Linked DNA regions of Mus musculus: regions 1 and 2 are each linked to region 3. The links are chromatin contacts, called in public HiChIP or PLAC-seq maps. All regions are on one chromosome and are shown on one strand. Each heading gives the region's core, a stretch centred on a gene start, on an enhancer-like site or on the middle of the called end of the contact. The rest is flanking DNA. Distances are from core to core; before and after follow the strand shown. Region 1 overlaps Cap2 (CAP, adenylate cyclase-associated protein, 2 (yeast)). Region 2 has its middle 14 kb from the start of Kif13a. Region 3 overlaps Kif13a (kinesin family member 13A).

Evidence for each region. HiChIP or PLAC-seq counts read pairs in DNA pulled down with a chosen protein or histone mark.
Region 1: an H3K27ac HiChIP or PLAC-seq map of embryonic stem cells shows a contact between it and region 3, with 2.1 times the contacts expected there. The contact joins two enhancer-like sites. A contact is called at or near these places in 6 of 484 Hi-C or Micro-C datasets (B cells, CD4 T cells, the G1E-ER4 cell line and 2 more), 1 of 115 datasets of contacts at active chromatin or transcription factors (embryonic stem cells) and 3 of 9 other capture datasets (adipose tissue, embryonic stem cells and liver).
Region 2: an H3K27ac HiChIP or PLAC-seq map of embryonic stem cells shows a contact between it and region 3, with 7 read pairs. The contact joins two enhancer-like sites. A contact is called at or near these places in 3 of 39 promoter capture datasets (the HPC-7 cell line and liver), 3 of 484 Hi-C or Micro-C datasets (muscle stem cells and stem cell-derived neural stem cells), 6 of 115 datasets of contacts at active chromatin or transcription factors (cardiomyocytes, embryonic midbrain, embryonic stem cells and 2 more) and 2 of 9 other capture datasets (adipose tissue and pancreatic islet).

Annotation. Positions count from the first base shown.
Region 1 is chr13:46,644,368-46,647,275 of GRCm38.p6, forward strand. Cap2 (CAP, adenylate cyclase-associated protein, 2 (yeast)) reads left to right here. Exons shown (of 13, transcript NM_026056.4): 12 at 2,159-2,299. Among named protein-coding and RNA genes, the nearest start is that of Fam8a1, 24 kb to the right of the region's middle. Within about 2 kb of position 1,419, at least 9 of the 459 cell types and tissues checked have an H3K27ac peak or open chromatin away from gene starts, as enhancers often do. A contact at or near this core is called in embryonic stem cells, where this site is marked.
Region 2 is chr13:46,942,264-46,944,963 of GRCm38.p6, forward strand. No RefSeq gene overlaps it. Among named protein-coding and RNA genes, the nearest start is that of Kif13a, 14 kb to the left of the region's middle. Within about 2 kb of position 1,373, at least 9 of the 459 cell types and tissues checked have an H3K27ac peak or open chromatin away from gene starts, as enhancers often do. A contact at or near this core is called in embryonic stem cells, where this site is marked.
Region 3 is chr13:46,809,065-46,811,773 of GRCm38.p6, forward strand. Kif13a (kinesin family member 13A) reads right to left here. Exons shown (of 38, transcript NM_010617.2): 14 at 1,627-1,757; 15 at 94-180. Among named protein-coding and RNA genes, the nearest start is that of Gm24620, 43 kb to the left of the region's middle. Within about 2 kb of position 1,282, at least 30 of the 459 cell types and tissues checked have an H3K27ac peak or open chromatin away from gene starts, as enhancers often do. A contact at or near this core is called in embryonic stem cells, where this site is marked.

The DNA.
Region 1 (2,908 bases), core at 169-2,668, 160 kb before region 3:
CTGGGTGTAACCGTGTACACCTGTGACCAAAGCCCTGGGGCGGTAGAGACAGGAGAAGGATCAGCAGTTCAAAGCCATCTTTGGTCCCAAAGTGAGTTCAAGGCCAACCTAGGTTACCTGAGACCCTATTAGAAGGGAAGGGAGGGAGGGAGGGAGGGAGGGAGGGAGGGAGGGAGGGAGGAAGGAAGGAAGGAAGGAAGGAAGGAAGGAAGGAAGGAAGGAAGGAAGGAAGGAAGGGAACTTTCAAACAAACCAAAAGGGAATTAGCTGGAATGCCACACTAATAAAGTTGTTGTAGAAAGTGTATGTATCTATTATTCTTTGTATGTTTCCATGCCTGAAGTATCTTGTTACATTTTTAAGGATGTGAACTGTGCACTGTGAACAGTTACCTCAGGAAGGGTGAACTACTGGTTGCCTGTGGAAGGAGCTACAAGGACCAATTCGGAGACAAGAGAAACGTTTGATGGAACACTTAGTGAATTTCTGAGTGCTCAAACCAAGAGAGTGCCATTACCTAGTTAAAGTGCCTAGTAAATTGTCTGAAAGGGGCCAGGGCACAACTGAAGCAGAAATCACTTACCTGCCTGGGGCTGAGATGGGGACCGACTGTAAGTGGCCATTAGTGATATTTTTAGAATAGTGGAACTATTCTAGAAGCAGCTTGTGGTCCTGATTGCACATCTCTGTACGTTTGTGAAATGGCATCCAACTGTACTCTCAAAAATGGGTGGTTCGTGTATACATAAAGATTGGGGAAGACAGACAACCATCATCAGTGGAAATTTTTCAAATTATTACTGAGAAATAATATCCATAAACCAAGCCTCTAGGAGTCGCTGGCAGCATCTCGCTTTCCTTAGCTAGGCTGGTGGTATCTGTGGGCTTCAGGCCGGCATGTAAACTCTTTTCATCATTACAACATAAAGAAATTTAGAAGTCATGAAAACATGTCTAAGCACATTTTTAAAACAAGCACATACATGCATGTACACACAGAGACACAGACACACATTCTCTCTCTCTCTCTCTCTCTCTCTCTCTCTCTTCTGTATATATACTATTTAACTCAGGCAGAGCCCTGCCTGTACCTGCCTGACCTTGAACGACTCAGCTGGACCTTTCTCTTGCTCTGGGCTTCAATTCCAACTCAGTCTCCAGTTTCTATGGAGCAAAGCGGGGAGAAGCCCAGTGACCGGCTAGACGCCCCACAAGGAATTCTTTTGGGCACCTGCACCCCAGACAGAAAGTGTTCCTTTGGTTTGCAAACTAAGCCTTTTCTTCAGGTTGAAAGGAGAGATGTCTTTATTGCTTTAATTACCATTACAAGAAGGAAACTTCTAGAGTAGTTATGAAGTCTTTGGGAGAATGCTAGATCCCTGTGGACATTGTGGGAAGGGTTGAAAACTGATTGTTAGAAGAGAAACTTAAAACTGATCTGAGTTTTTACGGGACTTAGATACTTGTAAGCAGTACAAAGCGCTGCCTCCTCTTGCTCAAGGGTTCCGATTATCTGGGTCAGCATCCTGAGTCTGAGCTCCTGAAATGAGTACGTTCTGAAACACCCAGACACCCATCTCATCTGAACTTCACCTTCTGCCTCTTACCCGGCAAATGGCTTCCATGAGAAGAATTGGAGAGTTTCTTGTTCGCTCTGAAGTTTGGGAACAATCTACTTGGCTTCTCTTCGAAATTAATCTTATTGTTCAGTGTCTGTATGGATATTTGTTCTAGCCCCAGTCTCAGAGATAACTGTCAAAACTTAAATTTTAAGCAAATGAATCCTGTTTCTCTTATCGTGAAATCAGAGAGGCGCTTCAGATTCACTAACGGGTTGCAGGGCTTTTCTGAACATTTTAGCTGCTGCCTCCAAATTAATCCCTTAATTTCATCTCAAGAAAGGGAAATCCTGCCTACTTAGGATTCCCCACCCCCCTTGTATAGTCCTTTCACTGTGTCCTCAGATGACACTTGCCCTGCACGTAGACACAGAGATACACACAGAGAGGGGAGTGGGGGAGAGAAAGGAAGACAGACAGACACAGAGAGCATGCTACCCCATAAGTCCAAAGCTAAACTCAGGAGTAACTCCAGAAGTACCTGCTTGGGAACATGGCCATTTTTAGTTCTTTGCTTCAGTCCCATTTTTTCCCCTTAGGTAATGGGGAGAGTACCAACAATCTCCATTAATAAGACAGAAGGATGCCACCTGTACCTCAGTGAAGATGCACTAGACTGTGAGATCGTGAGCGCGAAGTCGTCCGAGATGAATGTCCTGGTCCCTCAGGATGACGATTATGTGAGTACCTCCCAAAAGCCTGCCCAGAAAAGGCTTTGTGGTGTATTCATGTTAGCATTCTTAGAGAGGTGCCCATCAGCTGCCATCTCGGGAGCTTCATTTGAAGACAACGTAACAGGCAGGCAAGGGAGGGAGCCAAAATAGAATGCTCCTCTTTTTTTAAAAAAAAAATTATTTATTTATTTATTTATTTATTTATTTATTTTTATGTATATGAATGCACTGTAGCTGTACTGATGGTTGTGAGCCATCATGTGGGAATAAAGGTTTCTCGTTCCGGTCCGTCCCACCCACTTCAGCCTAGAAATTTATTTATTATATCTAAGTACACTGTAGCTGACTTCAGACACACCAGAAGAGGGCATCAGATCTCATTACAGATGGTTGTGAGCCACCATGTGGTTGCTGGGATTTGAACTCAGGACCTTCAGAAGAACAGTCAGTGTTCTTAACCGCTGAGCCATCTCGCCAGCCCTATAATGCTCCTTTTAACATAAGGGTCTACTAAGAAGCTCAATAGAAAGAGCTCAAAACTCTAAAAAAATAATAATAATAACCTAGGGTTGGATTGAGGAGCCTCACAATGGGGCCCAGAATCCAGGTTCTTTG
Region 2 (2,700 bases), core at 123-2,622, 130 kb after region 3:
GGAAGGGACCTAGTGAATCTAGTCAGTTTCAGGGACTTCCTGAAGCTATTTTGATTTGTTTACCTTCCTGCTTAAGGAGCTCCTCTGCAGGGTGGGATGATCCTATCTCAGAGGAAACTGTTAGACAACAAGACCTGTTCCCAGATCTCTGAAGATTTCAGACACTGGTCTCCATAGTGGCTGTAGATTTTATAATTTTCAATGGATAAGGTAAATTGCATGATCTATGCTGTAGATTGGATCTAATGCTTTGATTTAGTCAGGAATCTGCATGTCCAAACGCTAAAGGTCCTTGTCCCCGTCTGTGGCTTGTCTATGAGGGAGCTTCCAGAGAGGTTTAATTGAGGAAAGAAGACCCACCCTAAATGTGGGGGTCTCTACCCCCAACAGCCTGTGGTGTTATGACATACAATTCAGCAAGGGGACACTTCATGGGCCCATGCCAAGGTGTGCCCAAGTAATTGTACCATGCAACAGATCTGGTATAAAGGGAGTTTATTGGAGGAAGGGAGAGGAGTGTGGACCTAGGGAAGGAATAAAGGCAGTGAGTGAGCCAAGTAGACAGGCAGACAGATGGGAGCAGACAGACAGGAGCAGAGCTATGAGGGCAGAGAAGGGGGCAGTGAGACAGAGACGGACAGAAAGTGGGGAGAGAGAGACCGGCCAGGAACATGTCCGGGTGCATCTGGTGTTGGCAGCAGAGAGGATATAAAAGGTAACGAATATAATTCACTGAGAGTTGTCAGCTCCCACCCCTAGTCAGACACTGGAAATCGCCTGAGAACCCACTATTTAAGCTGGAGATGGACAGTATCTAAAAGGGAACCATAGAGGGTCTTTCTCAGACCTGCCAGTGGTATAGAGAAGGCGAGGAGTCCTTTATATCATTTAAAGCTTAGGCCTTTCGTTTGGGCAGTCTTCCCAGCTAGCTAGCCTAAACTTACCTTGACTCATTTGGTCATGTCCCTCCACATGGCTAGCTCTGTGCCTCTCTGCTCCACTGAGGTAAATCCTGTTCCTTCTGTATCCTCCCTCAGGATCATCTTTGTCTGCCTCTTCCCCCAGGATCTATCTACTATTTCTCCCTCTTCCTCTCCTCCTCCCCCTTCTTCCACCCCCTCCCCCCCTCTCTGCCCTTCACTTTCTGCCCAACTATTGGCTGTCAGATCTTTATTTCAACCAATCAGAACCTCTGACACAATTCTAGGCCTTTAGGCAAGTGAAGTAGGTCATAACATTTACACAACATAAGGCCAGTGATGGGCCCCAGAAATAACAATAAAGATCCTGTCAGCATTTAGCTCTCTGCCAGTACAGAATTAACAATGGAAATACAGAGACACACCTTCACATAATGTGAAGAAAAGTTTACCTCAACAAGGAACCTGTAGTGAGAGGTTTAGGGAACCTCCCTGGATGGAGGCCTCTGTCTATACTTGCCCTGCCCCCTTCCGAGTGGAGCCAGCAGCTGATCAGGTCAGGGCTGCCTTTTCTCCCTGTGCAAAGGCCCTAAGCAGCTGAATAAACCCAGAGACCTCATCAGGAGGCCCAGATCTCCAGGAACAGCCTTTGGAGCTACGGAAACAGAAATTCTTCCGTCTTTCCTCAGAGAGATTTTCCTAGGAATGGGACACCCTGATTATGAAGTAGCCCGTTCTGGTAGATTGGCATTTAGGGATAACTTGACGAAGGTACCCTGTCACATTGACAGTAGACCACGGTGCAAGGGGACAGGTGGGCTTAGTTCTTGAAAGTGGGCTCAGGGAATACTTTGGAACTCGCCAAAAGAAAACCAAAGTCAGAAAAAAAAAAAAAAAAAGCCCCAAACAAAACAGTCCTTTCTGGCAGGATGTATTCTGATCTGAAGACTATAGTTACTAGCCAGGCATAGTGGTAGCTGCCTCTAATTATACTGGGGTGACAGAGGCAGGATGACCAGCCTGTATTTGTGGGGAATTGCAGGCTGGTCTCCAGTCGAGCTGAGTTCTGAACCCGATGGTCATAATTCACCTACATGATATGGTAGGCGTTCCCTCATGCTCCTGGAACTCCGGCCCCTGCCTAAGGTACCACCTCCCACAGCCCCCACAAGAGAAGCATGGTCAGTAGTCACATAAGCAATGGCCCAAGCTTCTGACCTTCAGGCTAAACTCCTTCCCAGTTACCTAGCAACAGTGAAGACCATAAAAAGGGGTGCTCAGCCCCCACCACGCTCTCTTACTCTTACTCCTTTGTTCCTTTAACTCTCACTTCTCTCTCCTCTTTCCTTTTCTCTTTGTCTTCTCCCCCTCCCCCTCCCCCTCTCCTACCTTCTATCTTTCTCCACGCTTTGTATAATAAAGCTCTTAAACCATAGAGAGTCTCTGCTCCATCAAGTTCCGCAGCGCACTCTGGTCAGTGTTGGGAACTTCTTCCCCTATTCCCTCTCTCCTGCAACCCTGGGGCTTTAGCAAGGTAGCTTCCGGGGCGGGGGGTGGGGGAGGGTCCCCGGTTGGGGGCTGCCCCTTTCTCCACCCCCCGCCTCCCCACCCCCCGCCGAGTGGGTCAGCCATGCTCACCAGGGGCTGAGTGCTTGCCTCTGCTTGCCCAGAGTACAGGAACTCTGGCCCCCGACATTAGGCCCCTTTTCCTTTCCCCTACTTTTTCCCAGGGCCCTCCGGGCCCCCCTTTTATTTTTGCTCCCAACATGTACTCTCTAGT
Region 3 (2,709 bases), core at 32-2,531:
GGTTTTCATCATTAGATGATACCAGCTCGATTTATACATAACAGAAAAAAAAAAAAAGGAAATGAAGAACGCTAGAGAGCGTGAAGTTGTTACCTAAAAAAGTGGTTGTTTCCCCATAAGATCCTGTCGCCGTGCCACAGCTGGGTAGTACTGCAGACAAGGGTGCCATTGACACAGGACCTGGAGGGACACAAAGGAAGGTGCCAGGTGGATAGAAGACAGTAGCCTCAAGACTCACAGAAGTGACAGGGACCGGTCTCCTAACGGATGCATTCTGGGAGACATTTGAAAGAGTAACAGAAACAGTCTCAGCAGAGAGCCAGGGCCTGCCCAGTCCCCTCAAAGAGGGGTCCCCAACTCTGTGTGTTTCTAATGAAGAGAGAAAGCATTTCATAACACTTAAAACCAGAGCTGGGGAGATGGCTCTTTAGGCAAAGCTAGTGTGAGGGCCTGAATTCAGAGCCCTGGAACCCAGGTTAAGCTGGAGGTGTAGCACACAACTGTGGTCTTATTGTTCTCAGGGAGACAAGGAAGGTAGACACAGAGGCCCTGAGTGCTCCCAGGCCAGCCGGCCCTGCCTATGCAGTGCTGAACAGGACACACACACACACACACACACACACACACATATAAATAGACACAGACAGACACACACTGACACACACACACACTGGCACAGATAGACACACACTGACAGACACACATACTGAAAGACACACACACACAGACATAGGACACACACTGACAGACAGACAGACAGACACACACACAGATTAAAGCACCCCTAAACCTTAAATACATATATTCAACAGCTCATTAAAAAAAAAAAAGTTGCTGGCAATTTAGAAACAAAGTACAGATGTGGAAAGGTAGTTAAAAGTAACTTCCCTAAAGGATGCTCAGGGAAACCTAATGACAAAACGCGGTAGACAAGATCTTTAAGTCACATTCTCCTACAATCTCTCATTAGTAAAGCCCTGGGCTCCACAGGGCTCTGACGCCTGAACTTTTGAAATTCATTCATGAAAACATACACCCTTCAGTTTAACCCTGGTTACGAAGGCTTTGCCGTAATAGTCCTAAAAAGAGCGCTATTATGCCTCAAAGTTACGATACTGCTATGATTTCAATACGCAAAGCCTCCACAGGCTCACGTGCTAGAATACTTGCTTCCCACTGGGTGGCGCTGTATTCAAAGGTTGTGGCATTTGGGAGGCGGAGCCTCACTGGAGGAAGTGAGTCACTAGGGGCGGCCCTTGGGCGATAAAGCTATCCAGTGTCTAGGTAGGTCGGCTTCCAGACATGACAGTGCCAGCTGCTTCATCCTCTGAAGGATCCTTCACCATCCCACCAGCCGTGCCTGCTACCATGACTTGCTAGCCATATGGATCTTACTCTTTCAAATCAGGAGCCAAAATATATCCCTCCTTTGGTTTTTGGTTTTGTATTTTGTTTGGTTTTGGTTAAGGCAACGAGAACGGTAATTAATACACCCTCCATAAACAGAAGGTAAATCCTCAAGGATATCTAGTGTATTCTTACTTTGACATAACTGCAATAAGCAAGGGGAAAGGGCCAGGGTCCTAAAAATGAGGGAGGGGCAGAAGCCTCCGCAGCGCCTCCTACCTTGCATTTTCTTTGGGCGTGAGAGTGATGTCTCCATCCGCTGCGATGTCGATCTCACAGTGCTCGGGCTGAATCCCTATTCCGAAGAGCTGGATGTCCTGAGAGGTATCTGCACCCACCCGGGTATGATCCTACAACATACAATTGAAGACGGGAGACCAAGTTCACAAGGGACTCAACCGGAAGTGCTCAAAGCACTTGGAATAAATCAGGAGTAGGAAATGAATCGCACGGGAGGTCTGGCGCTTCAAAGCCAAGGGCGGGCTGATGAGATGTCTCATCGGATAACGGCATTCATCACCAAGCCTAATGACCTGAGTTCAATCCCCAAGACCTACATGGTGGAAGAAAATCGTTCTCTGACCTCTAATCACACTCTTTGGCATGTGCATGTCTGTCATAGATAGATAGATAGATAGATAGATAGATAGATAGATAGATAGATAGATAGATAGATAGATAGATCAGCAAACAATGTAATATTTTTTTAAGCCAAAAGCTTACCTTCAAACATTTTTTTAAAAATGTTTAAACTCTACCAACACCTGTTCCTTTATCAGTGGTGATTAGGTGTTATTTTAAAACATAAGAAAATTGGAGTTAGCAGTAGCAGGCACTGAATTCTCATTCTGGATTGAAAATTTACTATTTGAAGTGGGTACCAGCATGCCACTTCATCCAGCTTTGCCACCACAGGTAAACTAAGGAGGAAGACAGTGAGGTGTGGCACTGGCGATTGGGGTTGGTGCAGAGGACAGCCAATGACACCCCACCTCACCCCACCCCACCTCAACCCCCAGTGACAATTTACCAGGTCAGCTCTAGAAGAACTGAAGGTGACTGGGCAGAAGTTAACTAGCTGGGGTTGGTACTCGCTGTGACTGGGAACTCTTTTAACTCTTAAGGGGCAGGCAAGAAAGAAAAGGAGAAATCATGCTGGCCCTGAACTTGCTACACAGTGGAAGATGAGCCTGAACGTCCAATCTTTCTGGCCTACACCTGCCAAATCCTGAGGTTACAGGCATGCTCTACCACACCTGGCTCGGGGGTCCTATTTCTGGCTTAATAAAGTTGTCTCGTAGT